2 separate regions of the Mus musculus genome follow, and region 2 is linked to region 1. The links are chromatin contacts, called in public promoter capture Hi-C maps. All regions are on one chromosome and are shown on one strand. The core of a region is the stretch at or near the end of the contact, and the rest is flanking DNA. Distances in the headings are between cores, read along the strand shown.

The links. Capture Hi-C pulls out chosen DNA fragments and counts their contacts.
Region 2: a promoter capture Hi-C map of liver shows a contact between it and region 1, with 4 times the contacts expected there. The contact joins the promoter of Brdt here to the promoter of Hfm1 in region 1. A contact is called at or near these places in 20 of 39 promoter capture datasets (the 3T3-L1 cell line, 3T3-L1-derived adipocytes, the C10 cell line and 12 more), 1 of 15 datasets of contacts at CTCF or cohesin (the NIH/3T3 cell line), 8 of 115 datasets of contacts at active chromatin or transcription factors (embryonic basal ganglia, embryonic limb bud, embryonic stem cells and 3 more) and 2 of 9 other capture datasets (adipose tissue and liver).

What each region holds. Positions count from the first base shown.
Region 1 is chr5:106,922,765-106,928,560 of GRCm38.p6, forward strand. It overlaps Hfm1 (HFM1, ATP-dependent DNA helicase homolog), which reads right to left and starts at 3,126. Exons shown (of 40, transcript NM_177873.3): 1 at 3,005-3,126; 2 at 2,067-2,168; 3 at 49-146. The coding sequence starts at 119.
Region 2 is chr5:107,328,686-107,335,341 of GRCm38.p6, forward strand. Brdt (bromodomain, testis-specific) reads left to right here and starts at 2,509. Exons shown (of 19, transcript NM_054054.2): 1 at 2,509-2,622.

The sequences.
Region 1 (5,796 bases), core at 1,876-4,375:
GAATTATAAAACTGAAAGTGGTGCATTAGATAGGTAAGGCATACTTACTTTTCAGTTTCATCTGGGCTACTGAAAAACAAATTATCCATGGAAAAGAAGCAATCGTCTGACTTTGGCATTGTTGAAAAACAGACCTTGTCTGAAATCTATAATACAAAAAAGGTGGTTTATATTTGTTTACAGGTATCTAAAATATAATTTCTAGAAAAGTGTATCAAAATCACTAATTTTCCAGAATGCTTTCTTAAGTATAGTCACAGACAATTCTTTGAACTCTGTCTTCTGTAAATGTCTAAATGCTTTAGCAATGGAGTGTACTCTTCTCTGTTCATTCCTGTGTTCCCCACAGGTCTTTCTCTTAAAATTGTACCAAAGCTTAGAACATACTTCTCTTCCTCACCTAGCAAATTCTACTCCATCCTTCATCCTGCAATGTGTGGATCACCATGGTTAAAAGCATACCTTGCTCTTTTTTCATTTCAATTATCCAACCCCACTGCACATCAAAATATATCTTATTTTTCTAAATTCTAAAGCATAATGAAGTGTTCTCTAGGCCAAAGAATGAAATTAGATGGACAAACCATAAAACACAAACATTTCCATTTCTTATATGATAGATGATACACTGCAAACTTGTCCTCAGAACAGAAACTAAAAGTTTAACAATTACAAGAGCACCATCTCATGGCAACAAGCCCATTACCAAGTTAGAATATGTCACCAGTATTAGAGACTTCTCTAATAAAGACAAAAAACACATGCAGGAGTGATCTGGGTAGGAAGGCTACAACGAGAGTACCTCTTGATAAACGCACAGGAGAGAGGCTAAATCCTGCATCCACTTCAGAGTGCTTCTTATAAACCAGAATATTGTGGGTTTTCACTGTTTTAGTTATTTGGTCTACCACCCCATATTTATTTATCTTTCTCTTCTCAATGTCTTTCCTTCTTAATTTCCCAGTCTCCCCTCCATGAGCACCCCACTCCATCCCTCCTCCTCTCAGCCTCTGTGAGTGAGCTCTCCCACCCAGCCACCCAATCCCACTCCTTCTCTAGGGAATCAAGCCTCCACAGGACCGGTGCCTCCCCTCCCACTGATACCTGACAAGATAGTCTCTGATACATATGGAGCAGGGCCACAGACCAGCCCATGCATGCTCTTTGGTTGGTGGCTTAGTCCCTGGGGCTCTGAGGGAGTCTGGTTAGTTGGTACTGTTGTTCTCACTTTCTTAACCATCCAGTCACCAACAAAAAGAAACAGCAAAAACTAAAACAAGTAAATATAGTTTATAAATGTGTAAAACAATTTGACTACTGATAAACAGAAGCCATAAAAAGTAGGGCAGAAAGTAAAAGGGAATCAATCAGAAATACACTAGCAGATCTTTACATCTATTTATGCAAACAATTTCAGAATTTGAAAACAGTTATGTGGGAGGGGGAGCTGTAGAAATGGCTCAGAGGTTTAGAGCACTGACTGCTCTTCCAGAGGACCTGAGTTCAATTCCCATCAACCACATAGTGGCTCACAACCATCTGTAATGGGATCCGATGCCCTCTTCTGGTGTGTCTGAAGACAGCTACAGTGTACTCATATACATAAAATAAATAAATAAATAATTTTTTAAAACAAGGAAACAGTAATCAACATTGTACGTGTTGTCCAAGAAGTTGTAAAATGTTTCCTGTCTAGATTCAGAACTATATTTTAATCAACAAAAGGTTAATAAAGTAAAAGGCATCAAACCATGTTTCTAGAGCTCTGCTACCTCAGAATGTAAATGATTTTAATACTAACATGTCTGATCTAATTTTTCATTCTAAAAGAAAGTGAAACAAATTAAAACTAATTTTAAATGTTACCCTGTACAAAAAGACCTCCCATGCACACAGTAGCAAGAACATTTTTCTGGTTTTAGTATAATAGTCGGTATAACTTTAGTTCAGAATAAAAACATCACATATATATTTTAATTCTGATGTACTCCAATGGGGGGAAAACTCTTTATCCAAAATTGTGCATCTCTCCATCTTGTATTCTTAGCTTTTTAAAAAACACTCACCTGTAATTGTTACTGTGTGTTTAGTTTATCTTTCTCCCTAGAAAGCAAAAAAGGGATGTTTGTTTCTTCTTCTTAATGTGCTTCAATAACCTGGAACAGTTCCTGGCATAGAGAAGATAACCCATAAAAATTCATTTTGGAATGAGTGCACTAGCAATCAATTTATAAAATAATTCTAAATAAAGCAATTTTAGTCAACTGATTTCCCTCAGTTAAGTTTGAATTTTTTATTTTTCTAGCTGGACTCTAAAAGATGGTGAATTTGGAATTTTCATGATGTAAATAAATACTTTTAAAAAACCATCCCTAAAATAAACGTTACATTTTGATGTAAGGTGATAACTTTTTAATTAAAGTTTTAAGTTTAGATATTCTAAATTTGTCTCAAAGTTCTTATTTCAGAGCCTCGCATAGTGGTACAAGCTTATAGTTCAGCCCTGGAAAGGTGGAGGCAGGAGGATCAATTTAAGGCCAGTCTCAGCCAAGGTCAGCTTGGGCTACATACACACACACACACACACACACACACACACACACACACACACACACAAAACAGGTCTCACCGTGTAATACAGAAATATAGTGCAAAATTCTGTAAGTGATATCGCCCCAAGTATTTTTAGAGTCCACACTGCGACCTGTTTTGTATGGCTTGTGGCTTGTAGAAGTAACACACACCTTTCTGTATTTCTGACAACCTTAGTATCTTATTCTCTATGATCTTTTACTTGTTGTATAAAAGTACTGGACAGCGGTTTCCTTATAATTTTTGCAACTGAAAACATACTTAAAGGCGAGTGGCTCCCAACAGCAACCCCAACAGTTGGGAGGTGGAAGATGAAGCTAGGCAGGGATAGCCTAGGCTACAGAGTGGGGACCTGTCTCAAACAAACTAGTACTTATGTCAGAAGCGCAGACGTCCACGCATAACAACCAACCCGTCAGAAATCATCCGCCGGTGCAGAGACCCAGGCCCAGCGACCACGCACCACAACTGAGCGCGAGGGGAGGACAGCGGACTAGAGAACAGACCGGCCCGGCGCGCTCCGGGCGGGAGGCTGAGGCGACGCGCATGCGCGCCTTCCCCGCCGCACCTCCGACCCCCGCACCGCACGGTGCGCCTCAGGCCTCAGGCCGCGCTCCCTGACGGGAATGTGTGGGAGACGCCCGCTCGCTCGCTCGCTCGCCCGCTGAGGGCGCCCGGCTGCCCGGCCCGGTGGTCCATACCCCACGCATCCCCTCCCCATCCCTCGCACTTCCCTCCCCGTCACGCGCCTCCTTCCCCACCTCCTCCCTCCCCGCACGCGCTTCCCTACCCACCCACCCTACCTCCCTCCTCTCCCCGGCCCCGCCACTGCTCGCTCACCGAGCCCCCCACGCGCCCACGCGAGGCGCGCGCGTCCCGCCCAGGCCACAGCCACCTGCCGGGGGGAGGGGGGCTGAGTCGAGCGCCGATTTACCGACCCTTCGAACGCCCCCCAAGCCCGGCTTAGTCAAACGCCTAAGAATGGATCGGCAACCCCCAGTCCCCTTCCCAGCCCAACTGTTTCCTTCAGAGATGTGTGGTTGGTTTTGATGGGCGCACCGCTAATCATTAAATAAATATCTTACCTTGGGGGTCCTCTACTGCCAGGCATTAGCTAGGCCGCAGCCCTGGAACCTCCATTTTCTTCCTACCTAAGTGTCTAATTTAAAATGGCACCCATTAGGTCACTGTTGAGCTACAAGACTGAGTTTAAACATTCTATCCAGAGAGGTCAGGAAATACATCTGATGTAAATATTTGATACCAAATATCAATTATTTATTTCCAGAGCGTGCCTATGCCTGGCCCCCAGCTCTTCTTTCTACACTCTATTTCCCTTAAGCAGACATTGACATTGTGTTTCGTTGTTTAACAGTACGATTAGAAAAAGTGTATGTTTAAAAACTTCAAGCAGATCTCTGCTGTATTTGAAGCATCTATTGTTAATTAGCGTGTATATATTTAAAAAAACACATACAAAGTGCTTTTTTTTTTCTATTGACTTAACGCGCAAGTGGCAGCTTTGCCCACCATACAAGTCATCTGCGCAGATCGCATAAAACACAGCAGCCTCTGAGCAATTCTGAGGCTTGTTAATGTTTTATTTCCCACAAGTGAGCACCCAAGCCACGATAGGCTCTGAATTTTCCCTTCCACAGAGCTTGCTGGGCACACCACAGGTCCTGGCTTCTTGGCCTCTGAGAGAACTAAGCTCTGCTGCTGGGAAGTCTCGCTCCTACACGTGCTCACCTCTGTACTCAGAGCAGAGGCAGAGCTGAATAACCCCTTCAAACCACAAAACTAATGTTTAGGTCTCACTTATAAACAGCTCCCTTCTGGCAAATTTTACATCCTAATTTCTAGGTTCTGAAATAGAGTAAAATCTTAAGCCAAGGAACTAATTTGAACTTGTTTATTATACTGTGAGTTCTATAATAGTTAATTTTCTTAAGATTTAAAAATTAGGACCTGGAGAGATGGCTCCGTAGTTAGGAGCACTAACTGCTCTTCCAGAGAGCCTGTTTGATTCCCAGCACCCCTGGGATGGCTCACAACTGTCTGTGGCTCCACTTCAAGAGAATCCTGTGCCCTTTTCTGACCTCTGCACACGATGCACAGATGTAGGCAGAAAGCCCATGCACATAAAATAATAAAAGGAAAGAGTAGACCTGGGCAGAGCCAGGGGATCCGCATTACCCATCTGCTCCTCTTGCTGCTTCCCTGGAGCAAAACTCAGCAGGTAATACCTTCCATTTTGGGTGAGTCATGCTATAAGGACAATTAGCACAGGGAAATAGGAAAGCTAGGGGGCTTAAGGCTTAAAGAATATTTAAAAACACAGGGTGGGGGAAGGAGATCTAGCAGTCTATAATGCAGAGAAGAAAAGGCTCCTTTCCCATCTTTAAGGGACTCTTGAGCAGTATAAATTATTCTTTGGCTGTGCTTTCATACGCATAGTTTCAGCAGGCAGATGCAGAGTCAGGGTCAAAACCTCTGCTGAATAAGAAGAGACTGCAGCCAGGAAAAGTAGTGAACAAGGCCTTTCTAATTTTTTTATCATAAAATTTATGGATAAATAATTTATGTACCCTGAACTGTATCCAGTTAAAATATACAACTCAATCAGTCTTAACAGTTGTGTGTGTGTGTGTGTGTGTATATTTTTTTCAAGAAGTTATCACCGTAATAGAAAACAGCACAGAACATTTTCAGGACCCCACCCCCACTCCCACCTGCCTTCACCCCCTCCCCCATCCTCCTTTCCTTTAGTCAATTGCCCTGTCTGCCCTCAGCCCCAGGCAAAGGCTGATCTGCTCCTTATCTGTAAGGGGTACTTTGCACTCTCGATCAATGGAATCTATATCTTGCATCTGGTTTCTTTCACTCAGTCTCATGATTATCAGCTTTGTCCCTATTGTCTTGTATACTGGCATCTTATTCCTTTGGACGAGAGATGTTCTACGCCATTCATTCTACTGTTGACCACTACAGTCCTGGGATGGATACACTGCAGTGTGTTTGTCCATTCACTGTTGGAAGTGTGTTTAGGTTTCCAATTTGGGCTTATTATGAATTATTATAAGGGATGTATTATTATAAGAACAATTATAAGAGACTCACTTACAAAGCTATAGAAGGTTCTTTATTTGTAACATTTCTATGTATCTGTTCTGTGCATGATCAGGTGGGGAGAGATGGACTCTC
Region 2 (6,656 bases), core at 1,259-3,758, 410 kb after region 1:
TCTTTCAGCTGCTTGTTGGGCCTTTCAGAGGGCAGTCATAATAGGTCCCTTTTTGTGAGCATTCCATAGCCTCAGTAATAGTGTCAGGCCTTGGGACCTCCCCTTGAACTGGATCCCACTTTGGGCCTGTCACTGGACCTTCTTTTCCTCAGGCTCCTCTCCATTTCCATCCCTGTAATTCTTTCAGACAGGAACAATTATGGATCAGAGTTGTGACTGTGGGATGGCAATCCCATCCCTCACTTGATGCCCTGTCTTCCTGCTGGAGGTGGGCTCTGTAGGTTCCCTCTCCCTACTGTCCAGCATTTCATCTAAGGTCCCTCCCTTTGAGTCCTGAGAGTCACTCACCTCCCAGGTCTCTGGTGCATTTTGGAGGGTCCCCCGCAACCTATCTCCGAGGTTGCCTGTTTTCATTCTTTGTGCTGCTCCTCAGGGCTTCAGTCCTTTTCCCTCACCCAATACCAGATCAGGTTCCTCTCTCCCAGGTCCCTCCCTGGATATGTTTTTTTTCTAGCTGTCTGGCCTCAGTGGGAGAGAAAGTGCCTAGCCTCACAGAGACTTGAAGTGCCAAGGTGTGTGTGTGTGTGTGTGTGTGTGTGTGTGGGTTTACCCAGGAGGGCCCCCAACCACTCAGAGGAGAAAGGGAGGGAAGGATAGGGGAAGGATGGTGAGAGGGGATGACAGGGATAGGATGCAAAGTGCATAAGTTAAAAAAGGAAGAAAGGAAGGAAGGAAGGAAGGAAGGAAGAAAGAAAGAAAGAAAGAAAGAAAGAAAGGAAGGAAGGAAGGAAAGAAGAAAGAAAGAAAGAAAGAGAAGAAAGAGAAGAAAGAAAGAAAGAAAGAAAGAGAAAGAAAGAAAGAAAAAGAAAGAGAAAAAAGAGAAAAAGAAAAAGGAGTACTTTCTAACTCTATGTCTGAAGTAAGCCACTTTTTGTGTTTTGGGGAGAAGAGCCTTCTGAGGGGACAGCTATATGTGTGGAGGTCTATAGCTTCTAGTGAGAGGTTGTCCTGCTTCCTTTGAGAGCACAGTCTTGAGGTGTTTTCTCCACAGGGATGAAGACAATGCTTAGCCACTGATGATGCTCAGATGTTTTTTTTTCTCGGCAAGTTAAGGCAACCCAGCTGTTCTCTCCTTTCTCCTTGGTGCATCTAGGACTACTAATTTGGAGGTAGGCCTGAGGTAAACACCTTTAATCCCAGCATTCAGGAAGCAGGCAGGCAAGACGCTAGCTGGATCTACACAGCCAGTTTAAGGTCAGCCTGAGCTTCAGTGAAACCTGTCTCAAAACAACAAATGGAGACATTGTGATAGGATTAAAACAAACAAACAAACAAAAACCTATCATGCTAAACATACCCTTAGGCTCGCTAAATTTAAATGCCCACAAGCCCCAAGACATCTGGAGGTAGTTACTAAAACTCGAAATCCTTAATCACTTTGTGCAGCTGTGAAAAGGGTTACTTTGTTTGTTTGTTTGTTTTGTTTTTTGAACAGGGTTTCTCTGTGAAGCCCTGGCTGTCCTGGAACTCAGAAATACGCCTGCCTCTGCCTCCCAAGTGCTGGGATTAAAGGTGTGCGCCACCTCGCCCAGCAGGATTACTTAAAAAAAAAAACAACAAAAAAACAGTGAGTATCCCGGGTGTGGCGGTCCCCGCCTTTAACCCCAGTTTAACCCCAGCATGCAGAGGGCAGAGGCAGGCAGATTTGTGTGAGTTAACAAGTTAGCATAGCCCCGAAAAGTCAGAACTACATAGAGAAACCCTGTCTCAAAAAACCAAAAGAACAAAACAATACATTAAGTATCTATTATCGATTTGAGACTAGAGACCAGAGCTATACAGAAGTCTGAAACAAAAGACAAATGTCACCAGATTAAACTCAGGAACACCCAAAGTAACAGCACAGGGTCAGACCATGATGAGAAAGTGGCTTCAAAAGCAAACCTCTTGGACCAAGGAGATGGCTCATGGGTTAAAGGTGCCGGCCGCACCTATGACCAGAGTGGCTATCCTTGGGATCCACATGGTTGGAAAGTGAGAACTGACTCTTGGAGGTAGTCCTCTTCATGGAAAGCATACAGAATAAAAAACATAGTAACGCCACTCTCCTTGTTTGGAAAACAAAACACAGGAAAGTCCTTGGCCTGGAGTACAGGTCCTTCAAGCCCATCCCAGGATCACTCCAGGTCACGGAAGGCTACCCGAGACCACCTCCAGATAAAAGAACAAGTAAATAATAATTGCAAAACCTAAACCAACCAAGCAAGCAAACAGTAAAATTCTCACAGCTCCACTGTGCTTGCAGGCCCACGCCCTCCTAGGGAGTGGCGGCACGGAGCGAATACGCCCAGCCCACGCAGCCTAACTTCAAAGCCTCAGCCGCCACAGACCTGACTCACACCTCCGCGCGGTTTGAGGCGCAGGCACAGTCACGTGGCAGACCCTGGCCAATCAGCAGGCTGCTCGCGGGTGAGTCCCATAAAGGCGCCAGTCGCTGGCTGCTGACAGCCGCCATCCGGGCGAGAGCTGGCGGCCACCGGTGGAGAACCGGGAGCGACGGTCCTGCACTGCTTCATCTAGTGCAAACTGAAAGGGTGATCGGATAAGGCCCTTTCCTAAGAGGTACTACCATTGCTACAGAGGCTCGGCCCTGGGGCCGCCCCAGGCGGCTCTTTGGGTGAGAATAACGGTTTTTTGCCTCTCCCCTCCCCCATGAGCGCTGGGCCTCAAGGAGGGCAGTTGGGAGGCCATTGCCCAACCGAGTGCGTGACGCCTGAAGCCCTGGTGAGCTGGGAGCTGCCTTCCTTTGGTCTTGACCAGCTGCGAACTTGTGGTCCCACTTTCTCCCCTTTTTTTCTGCTTCTAGTACTTAGCCTTCCTACCCAAGGCTTGGAAGGAGGTTGGCACAAAGTCCAGGGTATAACGGTTTTCTTTGTGGTTGGAGTGTCGGGCCATTTTCTGTACTGTAGTTTTGAGAGGCCGGAGAATATTTAAAGCGCCTTTGTTGTGTCTGTTCTGTTTGTGGATATCGAGGACAGGAAAATCCTGGTCCTTGATTCAGTCTCCTACTCTTATGGAGCGCCTTGGAATATACCAAACCTTCTGCTGTGTGCTGTGGGTTAGAGTGTGCCCCACCTCCGGGCACTGGCCTTGTGCATGGACAAGAGTGCCTATGGACCCACGGGAAGGAGCAGGTATGTGGGAAGGAACGAGGGAGGTGGCTCACAAAAGACAGCCCGATCTCCAGGAGCAGATGGAAGCTGGATTTAAGAGTGATAACGGCAGTTCTGGTGTAGAAGTGATTCAGAAGTCAATACATAGAGTGAGGTGGATGGAGCCGGGCATAATTGTTTGGCTCGGTAGTCCAGACTGGCCTTGTCTGCCTCCGCCTCAGTAGTGTGGGGATTATAGATGTTTATCACAACACCTGGCAAGATTTTCTAAGTTTTAAAAGAAAATGTGTGTGTGTGTGTATGTGTATGCCTGTTATGTGGGAGCTGGGTATGCACGGCTCTCTGGCCTGCTGGTCCACAGGATTGTCCTATAAGCACTTCTAACCACTGAGACATATCTCTAACCCAGAATTGCTCATTTGTGAGTGGCTGCTATAATGTTGGGTTGATGGAATAGCAAGAGCTAAGTCTCACAGTGAGTAAGGTGACAGTTTATTAAAGGATCGATATGTCCTAAAGGCCAGGCTGTTGAAAAGTTTGGTCTTAAACAAGTGCTTGAATGAAAAACTGGGAACATCACTGTGTTGCATGAGCTTATATTGGGGGAGGGGGGGGGTGACAAGCAGTGAAACAGAACCTGGTGGTGTGTAGGACAGAGGATAGTAGTCTGTACAAAAAAGCACTTACTATCTATCTTGAGGTCTTGGGGTGACTGAGGTTGGCATAAAGCAAAGGTGTAGATGGAGTTAAGGGGGGATGGGCAGGCATGGTACCCAACGCCTATAATCTCAACACTTGGGAGGTCCAGGTAGGAGGACCAGGAATCCTAGGTCATCCTTGGCTACAGAGTGAGTTTGAGGCCAGCCTGGGTTACATAAGAAAGGGAGTTGGGGAGAAAGACTGAGAGAGACATGAAGGAAGGAAGGAAGGAAGGAAAACAGGGAGAGGAAAAAGAGGGAGGGGGGATTAAGAATGGGACTAGAAAGAAAAGTTCGCACAGCAGACACTGTCAGGAAGGAGGTGACTGACGCCTCTCTTTCCTCTCTGGTCCCCCAATGCCCCGTTTTTACTGTCAAAGCACTACTTATGTTTGTCAAGTGATAATCACCTGTTCACAAGGACCTGAAAGAAGTCTCCAACCTCAGCTGTAACGCTGGGCTTGACATCCTTCTAAGTGCTTTACACATATTTAATAGATGAACAAATAGAATTTGGAAGACGGTGTCCTGGAAAACAGACAAGAGTTTTAGGAGTGTCACAGTGATAGTCTAGTGACGTGACAGACTGCCAAGCAGTCTGGTCAGGTAAAGTACAGCAAGAGTCCATTGGATTTAAGAACTGACCGTGTTGACTGTTAGTGTAGGGGTGACTTAAGAACTGACCGTGGTGACTGTTAGTGTAGGGGTGACTTAAGAACTGACCGTGGTGAGTGTCAGTGTAGGGGAAGTTGTAAGGAGTGGGGAGGAAGCCAGGTGTGAAGCAGGTAACGCACACAATGCAGATTTTGGGGTACTCCGTGTGAGATCCACAAACCAATGTTGAGGCTCCAAGGAGGTAATAGGATTACGAGAAGACATTGTTTTGAGGAAGAGTCAGGATAATTCATGGTGTTTCAAGTCCTAGGTATGAAGAGACATTAATGATATCATAACCTCTAATCTATCTATCTGTCTATCTAATTTACTTATTTACTACTATTTCTGGATTTTTAACCTACTTTTATCTTTTATATGCCATGTATATGTTTTTAAATACTTTTATTTATTTATGTGTAGGCATGTGCGTTTATATGCACATGCATGCAAATGCTCTCTGAAGCCAAAGGGAAGCTGGATCCTTTGAAGCTGGAGTTATAGGTAATTGTGAGCCAGCTGTTGCTGGGAACCAAACTCTGGACCTCTGGGAGAGCAGCCCCAGATCTTAACCCCTGAGCCCCTTTTTAGCCCCTTGTGCATCTCTTTTTTGGAGCGAAACCTCTCCAAAGAAGTCCTTTGCCCGTGTTTGAATCAAGTTTCTCTTGTGTAGGATCCTTCTGTGGTTTGGACACTGGCTCCTCAGTAGGTTATGTGAAGACTTGTAGCTGCCTTCTCCCATTTGGTAGGCTGTCTTTTCATCTCAATGATTCTTTCTTCCCTGAGTGTACAGAATCTATTTCATTCTCTTCACTGATTTATCTTTACTTTTGGTGTCTCAGATTTTGATGTCTTCAAAATTCCAAAGACCACAGTCCAGATTCACATATAAATGAATATATACCACATGTACCTCATTTGTCTTTTTGAATCTGGGTTACCTCACTATCTCTATCCATTTTCCAGATTTCATTTTTTAATATCTGAGTAATATTCCATTGTGTATATGTACTACATTTTTTTAATCCATTCATCCATTGACAGACATCTATTGCTATTTCTAATTCTTGGCTATTATAAATACAATATCTATGAACATTGTTTATAGTAAGTGTCTCTGCAGTAGAATGTAGAGTCCTTTTATATGTCAACAGTGGTAGAGCTGGGTCTTGAGGTAGATCCATTCTTTGCTCCCTGAGGAACCACCACACTGATTTCCACAGTGGCTGCACAAGTTTGCACTCCAGCAATGAATGGATATTCCAATACCCTTGCTCCGCATGCTTGCCAGCATGAGCAACATTGCCAACATTTTTTTTTATGTTGGTTATTCTGATGGATATAAGATGAAATCTCAATAAAGTTTTGATTTTGTTTCCCTGATGACTAAGGATGTTGATCATTTCTTTAAGTGCTTCTTAGACATTTGTATTTCATCTTCTGAGAATTCCCTTTTTAGATCTGTATTCTGTTTTTTAAGTTGGATGGTTTCTGATGTCTAGTTGTTTCAGTTCTTTATATATTTTAGACATGAACCCTTTACTGAATGTACAGTAGTTGGTAAAAACCTTTCCTATTCTGTGGGCTGCCCCTTTGTCCCAATGATGGTGTCTGTTACCATACAGAAGCATCTCGGTTTCATGAGGTCCCATGTATTTTTGTTTGTTTGTTTTTCGGCTTTTTTGAGACAGGGTTTCTCTGTGTAGCCCTGGCTGTCTTGGAACTCACTCTGTAGACCAGGCTGGCCTTGAACTCAGAAATCCGCCTGCCTCTGCCTCCCAAGTGCTGGGATTAAAGACCTGTGCCATCACCGCCCGGCTAGGTTCCATGTATTAATTGCTGATCTTAGTGACTATGCTAAGGGTGTTCTATTCAGGAAGTCTTTTCCTGTGCTAATGAGTTCAAGACTATTCCCACTTTCTTTAATTGGATTCGGTGTATCTGGCCTTATGTTGAGGTCCTTGATCCATTTGGAGTTGTTTTATGCAGGATGATAAGTATGGATCTATTTGGATTTTTCTACATGTAGCCATGCAGTTTGATAAACACCATTTTTTTTGAAGATACAATATGTATTTTTGGATTCTTTGACAAAAATCAAGTGTCCATAGTTTGTAGATTTTTATCAAAA